Linked DNA regions of Rattus norvegicus: region 1 is linked to region 2. Evidence: chromatin contacts called from public Hi-C data. All regions are on one chromosome and are shown on one strand. The core of a region is the stretch at or near the end of the contact, and the rest is flanking DNA. Distances in the headings are between cores, read along the strand shown.

The links. A called contact is a pair of places that touch in the nucleus more often than the background predicts.
Region 1: a contact with region 2 is called in a Hi-C map of Schwann cells, with 2.7 times the contacts expected there. The contact joins two enhancer-like sites. A contact is called at or near these places in 3 of 12 Hi-C or Micro-C datasets (the A7r5 cell line, Schwann cells and prefrontal cortex).

Annotation. Positions count from the first base shown.
Region 1 is chr1:66,734,839-66,739,953 of GRCr8, reverse strand. No RefSeq gene overlaps it. Among named protein-coding and RNA genes, the nearest start is that of Riok2, 39 kb to the left of the region's middle. Within about 2 kb of position 2,708, at least 2 of the 93 cell types and tissues checked have an H3K27ac peak or open chromatin away from gene starts, as enhancers often do. A contact at or near this core is called in Schwann cells, where this site is marked.
Region 2 is chr1:65,441,541-65,446,629 of GRCr8, reverse strand. It overlaps Rgmb (repulsive guidance molecule BMP co-receptor b), which reads left to right. Exons shown (of 5, transcript XM_006227982.5): 5 at 3,563-5,089. The coding sequence ends at 4,219. Among named protein-coding and RNA genes, the nearest start is that of Rgmb, 21 kb to the left of the region's middle. Within about 2 kb of position 2,024, at least 40 of the 93 cell types and tissues checked have an H3K27ac peak or open chromatin away from gene starts, as enhancers often do. A contact at or near this core is called in Schwann cells, where this site is marked.

The DNA.
Region 1 (5,115 bases), core at 1,459-3,958, 1.3 Mb before region 2:
AAATATACTATCATATATATCATCTGCAAATAGTGATATTTTTACTTCTTCTTTTCCGATCTGTATCCCCTTGACCTCCTTTAGTTGTCTGATTGCTCTGGCTAGAAGAAGAATGCTTTAAACCACAGTTTGATTTAGAATAAATTACAAGCATGGTTGCACAAATCATTCTCACTTTCTATACAGTCAGTTTAATTGGAGGCAGATCAGGCTAACTAATAACAGGTGGGTTTCAGTTTATAAACAGACTTCATAAGGATGAGGAACAGTTGAATCGCATGTACAAACTGATTGATAGATACAATGGTTGTTGGAACTTTTTACAATTTGGGAAATTTTAGCTCCTCCTTAAAATCCACACTGTGTTAATTTATGTTAAACCAGACTTAATGTTTAAAATTTTAACCCTGTAAACCAAATAAAAGAGTGAGATAACCCTTTTCTACAATGATCTTGAATAATAGTATTTTAGAATGAGAATTTACTTAAAATGAATGCACAGAAAAATACTTCCATTTCTGCAAACATTTAAAAGTAGAGGGTGGCATAGCTGGATCTTGAGGTAGAACCAGTTCCATTTTCCCAAGAAACCACCAAATTGATTTCCAGAATAGTTGTACAAGTTTGCACTTCCACCAGCAATCTAGGAGAGTTCTCCTTGCTCCACATCCTCACCAGTTTGCGCTGTCTCTTGCGTTTTTGATCTTAGCCATTCTGATTGGTGTGAGGTGGAATCACAGAGTCATTTTGATTTGCATTTCCCTGATGACTAAGGATGTTGAACATTTCTTTAAGTGTTTCTTGGCCATTTCTCTGTTGAGAATTCTGTTTAGTTCTGTACCCCATTTTTTTTAAATTGTGTTATCTGGGTGGTTGTTGTCTAACTTGTTGAGTTCTTTATATGTTTTGGATACTAGGCCTCTGACAGATGTAGGGTTGATAAAGATCTTTTCCTAATCTGTAGGCTGTTGTTTTGTCCTATTGAATGTCCTTTGACTTGCAGAAGAATTTCTGTTTCATGAGGTCCCATTTATTAGTTGTTCATCCTAGTTGCTGGGCATATACCCCAAAGATACTCCATCATCCCACAAGAACACTTGCTCAACTATGTTTATAGTAGCTTTATTCATATTAGCCAGAAATTGGGAACAACCTATATATCCCTCAACTGAAGAATAGATAAACAAAATGTGGTTCATTTACACAACAGAATACTATTCATCTAGTAAAAACAAGGATATACCAAATTTTGAATGCAAATGGATGGAAACAGAAAATATCCTGAGTGAGGTAATGCAGACCCCAAAGGACATGCATGGTATGCACTCACTTACAAGTGGATATTAGCCATAAATTAAAGGATGGCCACACTAAAATCCACAGAATCAAAGAAGCCAAATAACATGGAAGGTCCAAGAGAGGATGGTTGAATCCTTCTTAGAAGGGGAAATAAAATAGATATCAGAAATGGATGGAGAGAAGAAACTGGATGGGAGAGGGGGTGGGAAGGATAGTGGGATAGAGAGGGAAAGGGAAGGAAAATGTGGAAGAATATTATGCGAGGAGAAGAGGTACTGGGAAGAGAGGGCGCCAATAATAGGGTGTAGAGTGAATAAATAAATTAGTAAGAAATATCTAGCAAAAAAGTAAGGAGTAAATATGGATGACTTAGGGTTTTTGATGCTTATGTTTATTTGCATATACTAACTAAATAAAATAATGGGTTCTATTATAACATTTTCGTGTATGTTGAGATTTCTGAAGGAAAGAACATAGAGAGAATGCCTTGCATAATAGATATACGTTTTCTGTATATGACTTTCAAAATGAAGTTTGACTATTCCTATAAGAAGAAGTAGAATACAAATTGACTGAAGAGGATTTTTAAGGTACACAATAAAAGAAAGCACACTTTTTAAAAAAAATGCAAGAATGCATTTGTAGGGGGTGTTTTAACTTGAAGATAAAATCCATTGACTTAAGTGACATGATCGAAGAGGAAAGTTATACAAAATACTCTTGAGCTTATGGATGCTACTAAAGCCATGTAGAAGGTAAGAGGGTGAGACAAAATGGCCTGTTCAAAGGGCACCCAATGTGTGCCTTTTAAGTGAGAAAAATTGCATATTAGGATTAAACATATTTTTGTGGTTTGAGTATAAAACATTTGCTTGTATGTTTGAATACTTGGTTTCAAGCTTGGTTCCAACTATACTGGAAGGTGGTAGAAACTTTAGAAGATAGATCCTCTCTGTAAGATTTGGCTACCTGGCTCTAAACCTGGGGCTTTAGAGATTAGCTGAAGTACTGCCTGTTCTGCTTCTTGAATTCAGGCTCAATATGACCAACGGCCTCCGTTACTGTTGCCAACTCTTCCTAGATTTGGGCTGTGTATCCTCAAACGGTATCTCCGAAGTAAACTTTTCATCCACTTTTGATCCTTGTCAGTTATTTGATCACAGTAATAAGAAATTTACCTAATCAGAAAATAGGCACCAAGACTGTTTTTTTCTTCTTCTTCTTCTTTTATAAATCTGATGATGTGTTCCATAGACCTTTGAACTGGCTTGTCAGAGGAAAGTTTAAAGAATGGATAAGAGGACACATTGAATGTTATTAGAGTAGCTTTTATAAGACCAGAATGCTGAAAGAAATGCAAATGTGAGGCCTGGATCATAAGGTTTCAGAGAGAAACAAGGACCCTATTGAGAACTAGGCTGGAGGACATTCATGTTACATTGTGGAAAAAAATATGGTTTTAGTCTGCCCATGTCCTGGGAGCTTGAGCTAAGTTGAATTAAAAAGGAATGAGTTAATCTATTTGATGGAGGAAATGTCAAGCCAGTATATCATTTAGGCTGTGCTATCTAGGTCTATAGTGAAAGAGATAAATGTCTCAGAAGAATAGGAATACTGTGTAGTTTGGTGAAGAAAGGCATGCAGACAAGTTCAAAGTTCAGACAAATACATTGGGGACAAAGCATAATTGTCAAGGTGTTAGAGAAACCTCCTGGGCTGTATGAGGGTATTACAAAAGTTGTCCTGAAGGCAAAACACCACTCATAGATTCTGTCTCGTGGAAAATGCAGATCCATGAGAGGAGTGAACCTGATCTGAGTATTCCATCAAAAGAATTTCCTGTTCAATATTAGCAACAAAGAGTGTGTTTTCCAAGATTCAGCTTCAAGGGCACACAGCAACCACTGCTGCAGTGGTCCCAGAGGCCCAGCAAATGCAGTGTTAGCCCTTGGAAGCACTGTCCGTGTGACAATGATGTTGTAAGTGTGGTAGTTAAGTTTTGGTCCACTTGACCCAAATGAGAGTCATTCGTTGCCCTCACCAGATTGCCTGAATAGAGCACTGTGGAGTATTTTCTTTTTTCATATCTTATTATTATCCTTTATTTCATTGAAAATAGATTGTCTTCGTACAATATATTGTGATTATGGTTTCTTCACCCCCAACTCCTCTCAGTGACTTCTTTCTTTCCTTTCCATCTTGATCCTGACCCTTTCTACTTCTAGTTAGAAAACATATAGGCATTTAAGAAATAATAGTAAAATAAAATAAACTAAAACAAAACCAAACAAGTCAGAATATGACAAACAACTGAACAGAAGAAAAAGAGTCAAAGAAGAAAACCACAAGAAACATAGGTAGATGCAGAGACACACATGTTCACACACACAAGAATTCCATATAAAAATACCAAACCAAAATGCAAAATATAGACATAAAGGTCATGTAAGATTTTAAAAAATGCCCTGACACAACATTGTAAGTCAAAGAACCTCCAAAGATGTCATTGAGAGGTCTCATTTTTTAATTAAAAATTTAAATTATTAATTAATTATTTTATTTATTTACATCCCAAATGTTGACCTTTCCCATTTTCCCCTCCCAAACTTCTTTCCTCCATTCCTTCCTCTTTTTGCCTCTGAGAAGGTGCCTCCCAGGCATCCCCCTCCCTGAGGCATCAGGTTTCTATAGGATTAGGTTCATCCTCTCCCACTGAGGCCAGACAAGGGAGTTCTCTCATACATATGTTCCAGGGTCCTCAGATCAGCCTGTTTATGCTCTTTGGTTGGTGGTTAAGTCTCTGGGAGAAGTTTCCAGATTTTATAGATAGCAGAGATGAGAATCTGAAACTACCCAAGATCACTGAAACCCAGATGATTCTAACATGAGCTCCAGATGCTGGAGATGAGGAGGCAGCATTTGATGTTGACTGCGTTAAATTTTGTGAATCTTTGTCCTAATCTTCTTGAAAAATAAATACTTTTATTTTATTTTATTTCTGTGTGCACATGAGTATTTTTGCTAGTGAATATTATATGTGTGAAGGTACCTGCTGAACCCAAGAAGATGGTTGGATTCTTTGGAGTTGGAGTTGCAGGTGGTCGAGTGTCACCTGATATAGATGCTGGGAATTGAACTCCAGACTTCTGGGAGTGCAGCAAGTTCTTTTGACTTCTAACCATCACTCCTTCTATGGCTCAACCTTTCCTTGCTACATCTTATTGCTCATGTTTTAAATAGAAATGTCCATTTTATGTAGTAGTGTCTTAGAAGCTCTGCTTTTACTTTAATAGGGAATCATGATTGAGAAGATGCTTCAAATCTCAGAAGAGACATGTACTTTGAACTTCTGAATGCTGTTGGAATGGTTACAGACTACAGAGGTTTCTGATTTGGGGGATTAATGAACTTTTAATTATAAGATTTAGCCATAGGTGAATCTCTGGGCACCTGAACCGGAATATTATGGTTTTAATGTAAAATATCCTTCACAGACTGATAGGTTTGAACACTCAGTGTCAGCTAGTAACAGTGTTTTGGAAGATTGCATCACCTTTAGGAGCCAGGTCTTGAGATTTCCTATCTGGGTCCCACATTCCTGACTGCAGATGCAGTGTGACCAGCTGCCTCAGTATGACAAGTTGTACTGCTGGAAACTGTAAGCCAGATAAAAAGCCGTATTTCCTTAATCTGCTTCTTATAAGGTGTTTGGTCAGAGCAATAGAAGAGTAGCTAATACAAATCCTAAAACAAGAGAAATGGATATGTACTATGGCCAGAGGTCAAGATGTTTGGTTAGGCTAATGGATCAAATAA
Region 2 (5,089 bases), core at 775-3,274:
TTTTTTTTTCCAACATAATTACTCCCAGGTGACTTGACAACATGGACATATCAGTTAATTAGATGAAATAAAATTCGCTTTAACTTCCTTGTACATGGCAGAATTTTAAACAGATACAAATCAAATTACCTTTCATTGCTTCAGTTTCGTTTCTAGTCCCATGTTTAGCTCTAAAAGCCCAGTTCTCTTGTTGAGGATTCATTCAAGAAAGTTCTTTGCACTTGTGGTGCTAAGTAGTCTGCTGGAACCCTGGTAAATGTTTCTTCCACAGTGTGTACCAGAGCTACAGTCTACACAGAGAACTGAGGGCAAAGCCTTTGGGGAGTTGTGTTTTAAAACCTGTGCGTGGTGTTTTCCAGGCTGGGAAGATTTCTCTGTATCCTGGGGAAGCAGGGCCTAGATTTTCCTCATGACTTGTTCAATTCCATTTCATATATTTCCTTTACCTGCCAGTTGGAAAGAAGCAGGCAGGTGCCTCTTAACTAATGGTACTCAACCTGTGGATATCAAACACCCTTTTCACAGGGGGCGGCCTTAGACCATTGGAAAGCACAGATAAGTACTTACATTAGGATTCATAACTGTAGCAAAATTACAGCTATGAAGTAGCCACAAATAACTTTATGGTTGGGGTCACCACAACACAAGGAACTGTATTAAAGGGTCACAGCATTAGGAAGGTCGAGGACGGCTGCTCTTCCTTTACAGCAGCCCTTAAGTTCTTTCGGCCTTTTGTGTGTGGAAAGGTTGATTTGTAGCTGCTATCCCTCTCTCCCTCATAGACCTTGTGGGTGGTAGAGATCTCAGGAGTGAGATTAAAAATGAATGAGGAAAGCTAGAGTAGTTTGTCTAAGGTGGGGTTAAGAGGAACTAGACGGAGGACGTTTAACAAAAGACATTGATGTTTTAAATGCACAGAAATGCCACCCATCAATAATAAATGGTGTGGCATGACAGATGTGACAAATTGAGTTATTACTGCACATGGATCAGTTAGTGGAGGGAAGCCAGCAGCATAGCCACTGTTTTACAGCTTTTAACTGCGGAGTGAAAGCTCTAAACAGTCTGAACACCCATTTTAGGATTACGATGGCTGCTATATTAAAATTCTTAAAGTTTGTAATTTGCAGAAATTCCAGTGAAACTTTGAATATTATTGAAGTGAAAATTATTACGGGTGAACAACTTTGCTTTTCTTGAGAGTTGGACAATCTAAAATGGATTTCGTGCTGGTCACGGCTGAGTGCTGGTCGAGAGCTTGTGTTGTAATTGTTCTGAGGAATGGCATCGCAGTACAAAAGTCAAGTCATGTGAAACTGCCACCCAGAGTTTTTTCTACATTGCATTGATTAGGAATCTAGGTCCCTGCTTAGTACACACTGAAATTATAAGGGACTTCTCAGGGACCCTTTCCCATGCTCTGAAGTTCTTTCAGCCTCCCTCTCCCCCCAGCAAGTTGATTCAACAGATAATTTTATACTCATGCCCAAGTGAGAAATCACATTGTAATTTTATCGGATGGAAAGTCTCTTCAAGTAAAATGGGTAGACAAAACCCATGAGGTAGAGTAGAATATTTGATAGGTACAGGTCCTAGAGAATGCTAATTTTCCACGAGCCCTGTATCACAGAAGGTGATGGGTGAGGGGTGTTTAAAGTGAGTCCAGAGTTCCAGGTTGGAATTGCTGTGCCTAATGAAAAAACCAGGCTTGGTTAAACATGAAGCTATTCCACTCATCTTAATATAGACTCCTGTGTGTCTTTTTCGGTAACTCGTTTGCAATTGGATATCTCTGCTTTGTTGCCCCAACAAAAGTGAATTCCTTTTCTCTCTTCCTAATGTGAACAAAATGCCTGTAGTGTTGCGTGCAGTGCCAAGCTGGCCTGAAGGTTTGTTAGCCCAGAAAGACTCATGGCTGAGTTGTTGAGCTTTCTGTTTTTAAATGTGTTGTAGTTGAGAGGATCCTCATACCGTGAGGATCACGACTGTGTGAAACAGTGTTGTTGACTTTTAGTTTGGTTAACCTTTAGCGTTTTCTGTCCCTCCTCCGGTGTTTTCAGGTACAGAATTTACTTTTCACCTCCTAGCAATCCCAGCTTGTCTTAAAAAGGGACTTGTCAAACTGGCGTTAGAGCCACCAAATAAATCTGTTTACAGTCTCCTTAGATACCCACCTCAGAACCCCTCACAGGGGAAGGCCCTGGTTAGAGTGAGCAGCTCTCCTGAGTCATCTCTGGTCACCTTCTCTGGCTTGTTAAGAAGGTGTTGAAATGTGAGAAGGGCTGGTCGTGAAATCAAATTGTGGCTCTGGGCAATTAGGAGAGAAAGGCCCGGGTTTTCACAGCACATTGTCTGGCTTTCGACTGCAGCTGCAAACAACGGATATGAACTTAGCCAGTTGCTGTCGTGCAGCTGGCTCTGATCTGGGCTTTGTAACTGGCTGAAGTAAAATGAAATGGCTGGAAAATTCCAGTCAAGTAACACCAGTGGGAACATGTGGAATTAAATAGTGTGAGCAAATGCCGGCTGACTTGGGGAAAAACTTCAGACATGAGCTTGAGGGTGGTAGTCAGGATTTGGGGGGCATTTCTGGCCTTTTAAACAAGGGTCCATTGTTTTGACTAGTTTCCTTGCAGGAGCTAAGAGTCTCATGCCCTCAGAGTTTCTTACAGAGTGTGTGGCTTGCCTGCCTTCTTGATTCAGGTCACCCAGTGTCCTTTAGTTTATTTCTTTTTTTAAATTAAAAAGCAGAACAAGCAAACTGTTGCCGCGTAACCAACAATAAGCCGAGTCTCAGGCGATGTCAGATGGTGCTGGGGGAGCGGCACACAGACCCTCTGTCCCTTCCCAGTTACCCTCTCTCACCAGAAGCTGGCTGCAAAAACGGGAGGGGGTTCATTTGTTACAGATTTTATAAATGTTAAAATAAAAGGATTCCACAAGGAAGAAGGTGGGTCTTGCTAAGGAAGGTTTTGTATTATCAATGGGTAGGGTTTTTTTTTTTTTCTCCCTGAACTATTTGCTTCATTTGGAAAATTAAGAGCTTACAGGGAAAAGCCATGAGGAGTCAGAGGCCCCGGCAGTGTTTGGGGCAAACCTCTTCTGTTACTAGGTTTGGGGCTTGTTATCTCTGCCAGTGCTGTGCTTGCCAAATAATCCCCTGTCACCGGGATTAAGCAGGGATGCGAAACATTTGATTAAGAGACTTAAAGGACTCTCTCTGCAGGCACATGATTGGTAGTTGTTGCGGATACCCCACCCCCACCCCCAAAGAGCCTCTGTTTTTGTCTCTCAGTATTTATATTAATAGTGATGAGTCATGCAAAATGGAGATAGTCCAATGAATGATCTCCCTGTAGAAGGCAGGGCTCTGTTATCATTAATTAAGTCCCTAGAAGCTTCTGTACGTCTTAGCAAGGAGCCCCCACCTCACCCCAACTATGCTTGCTGTCCCTTGGTGATTTTTAGAAGGAGACAAATAAATGGACTGTTCCCAAGGCCTCAGTTCTCCCTCCAGCACTCCCCTCCAGCTGTGTTAACTTGTACCTCTTCCACCCCACAGATCACCATTATCTTCAAAGCACAGCATGAGTGCACGGATCAGAAGGTTTACCAAGCTGTGACAGATGACCTGCCGGCTGCCTTTGTGGATGGCACCACCAGTGGGGGGGACGGTGATGTGAAGAGTCTTCACATCGTGGAGAAGGAGAGTGGCCGATACGTAGAGATGCATGCCCGCTACATAGGCACCACAGTGTTTGTGCGACAGCTGGGTCGCTACCTAACCCTCGCTATCCGGATGCCCGAAGACTTGGCCATGTCCTACGAGGAAAGCCAGGACTTGCAGCTGTGCGTGAATGGCTGCCCCATGAGTGAATGCATTGATGATGGACAAGGCCAGGTGTCTGCTATCCTGGGGCACAGCCTGCCCCACACCACCTCAGCACAGGCCTGGCCTGGCTACACACTGGAGACTGCCAGCACCCAATGCCAAGAGAAGATGCCAGTGAAGGACATCTATTTCCAGTCTTGTGTCTTTGACCTGCTCACCACTGGTGATGCCAACTTTACTGCTGCGGCCCACAGTGCCTTGGAGGACGTGGCAGCGCTGCACCCGAGAAAGGAACGCTGGCACATATTCCCCAGCAGCCATGGGGGACACAGCGATCTGCCTGTTGGTCTTGGACTCACGTGCTTGATCCTTACTATGGTTTTGTAGGAGTTCTCTGTTGTTTTTGTTTTGTTTTTCTGTTTTGTTTTGGTTTTTTGTCTATAGCAAAATTTTAAATATATATTGTCATAATATATTGAGTGAAAAAGTATATATGTATATACCATGTATATGACAGATGTTTGTCCTGGAACACCAGATTGTACATTATGTGTTTGGCTGTTTTCACATATGTCTGTTATAGTGTTTTTTGATTGTATCAATTTTGTTTTGCCGTTTTGTGAAATGTTTTATAATGTCCCTGCCTAGGGACCTCTTAGAAAGCACTTTATTTTTTATATATTAAATATTTATGTGTGTACCTGGTTAATATGTACAGTGCATATACACAGACACCAACCACAGCAATCCCTTTGGAGGTGACTAATTTATAGCTCCTCTGGTTGCTCCTCCTGCCCTTCCCGTTACTACTGATTTGCCAAGGTACCGGTTCCTGATGGAGCTGTCTCCCTTCCTTTGAAGTCTCAATTTGAAAGTTGTCCCCTCACTTGTAAGTACTTTTGATTCTTAAAATGTGGATCTCACTAAAGAGCCCCATTTCTAACAGCTCACTTTTCCAGAACATGGGGGCATTAGTGCTACACCTGCAGCCATTACTCATGTGCATTTGAGCACATATGGCCGATTAGATTGACCCTTCTGAAGCTGCTCTTTGTCAGGTGCCAGTCTGGAGGTGGCCATTTCAAGTGAATACCAGGCACCTTGCTATAGCCCAGCTAATAACTCTTTTCCATCCTCTGTCCCTGTTTAAACTGTACTTTCCCCTCCATTAAGTCGTTAGGCAAAACAAAACCATCAGCTTAGAAGAGATCATGCCTCGCTCTCCTTGGTAATTTGTAAAACTCACGTTCTTAACTT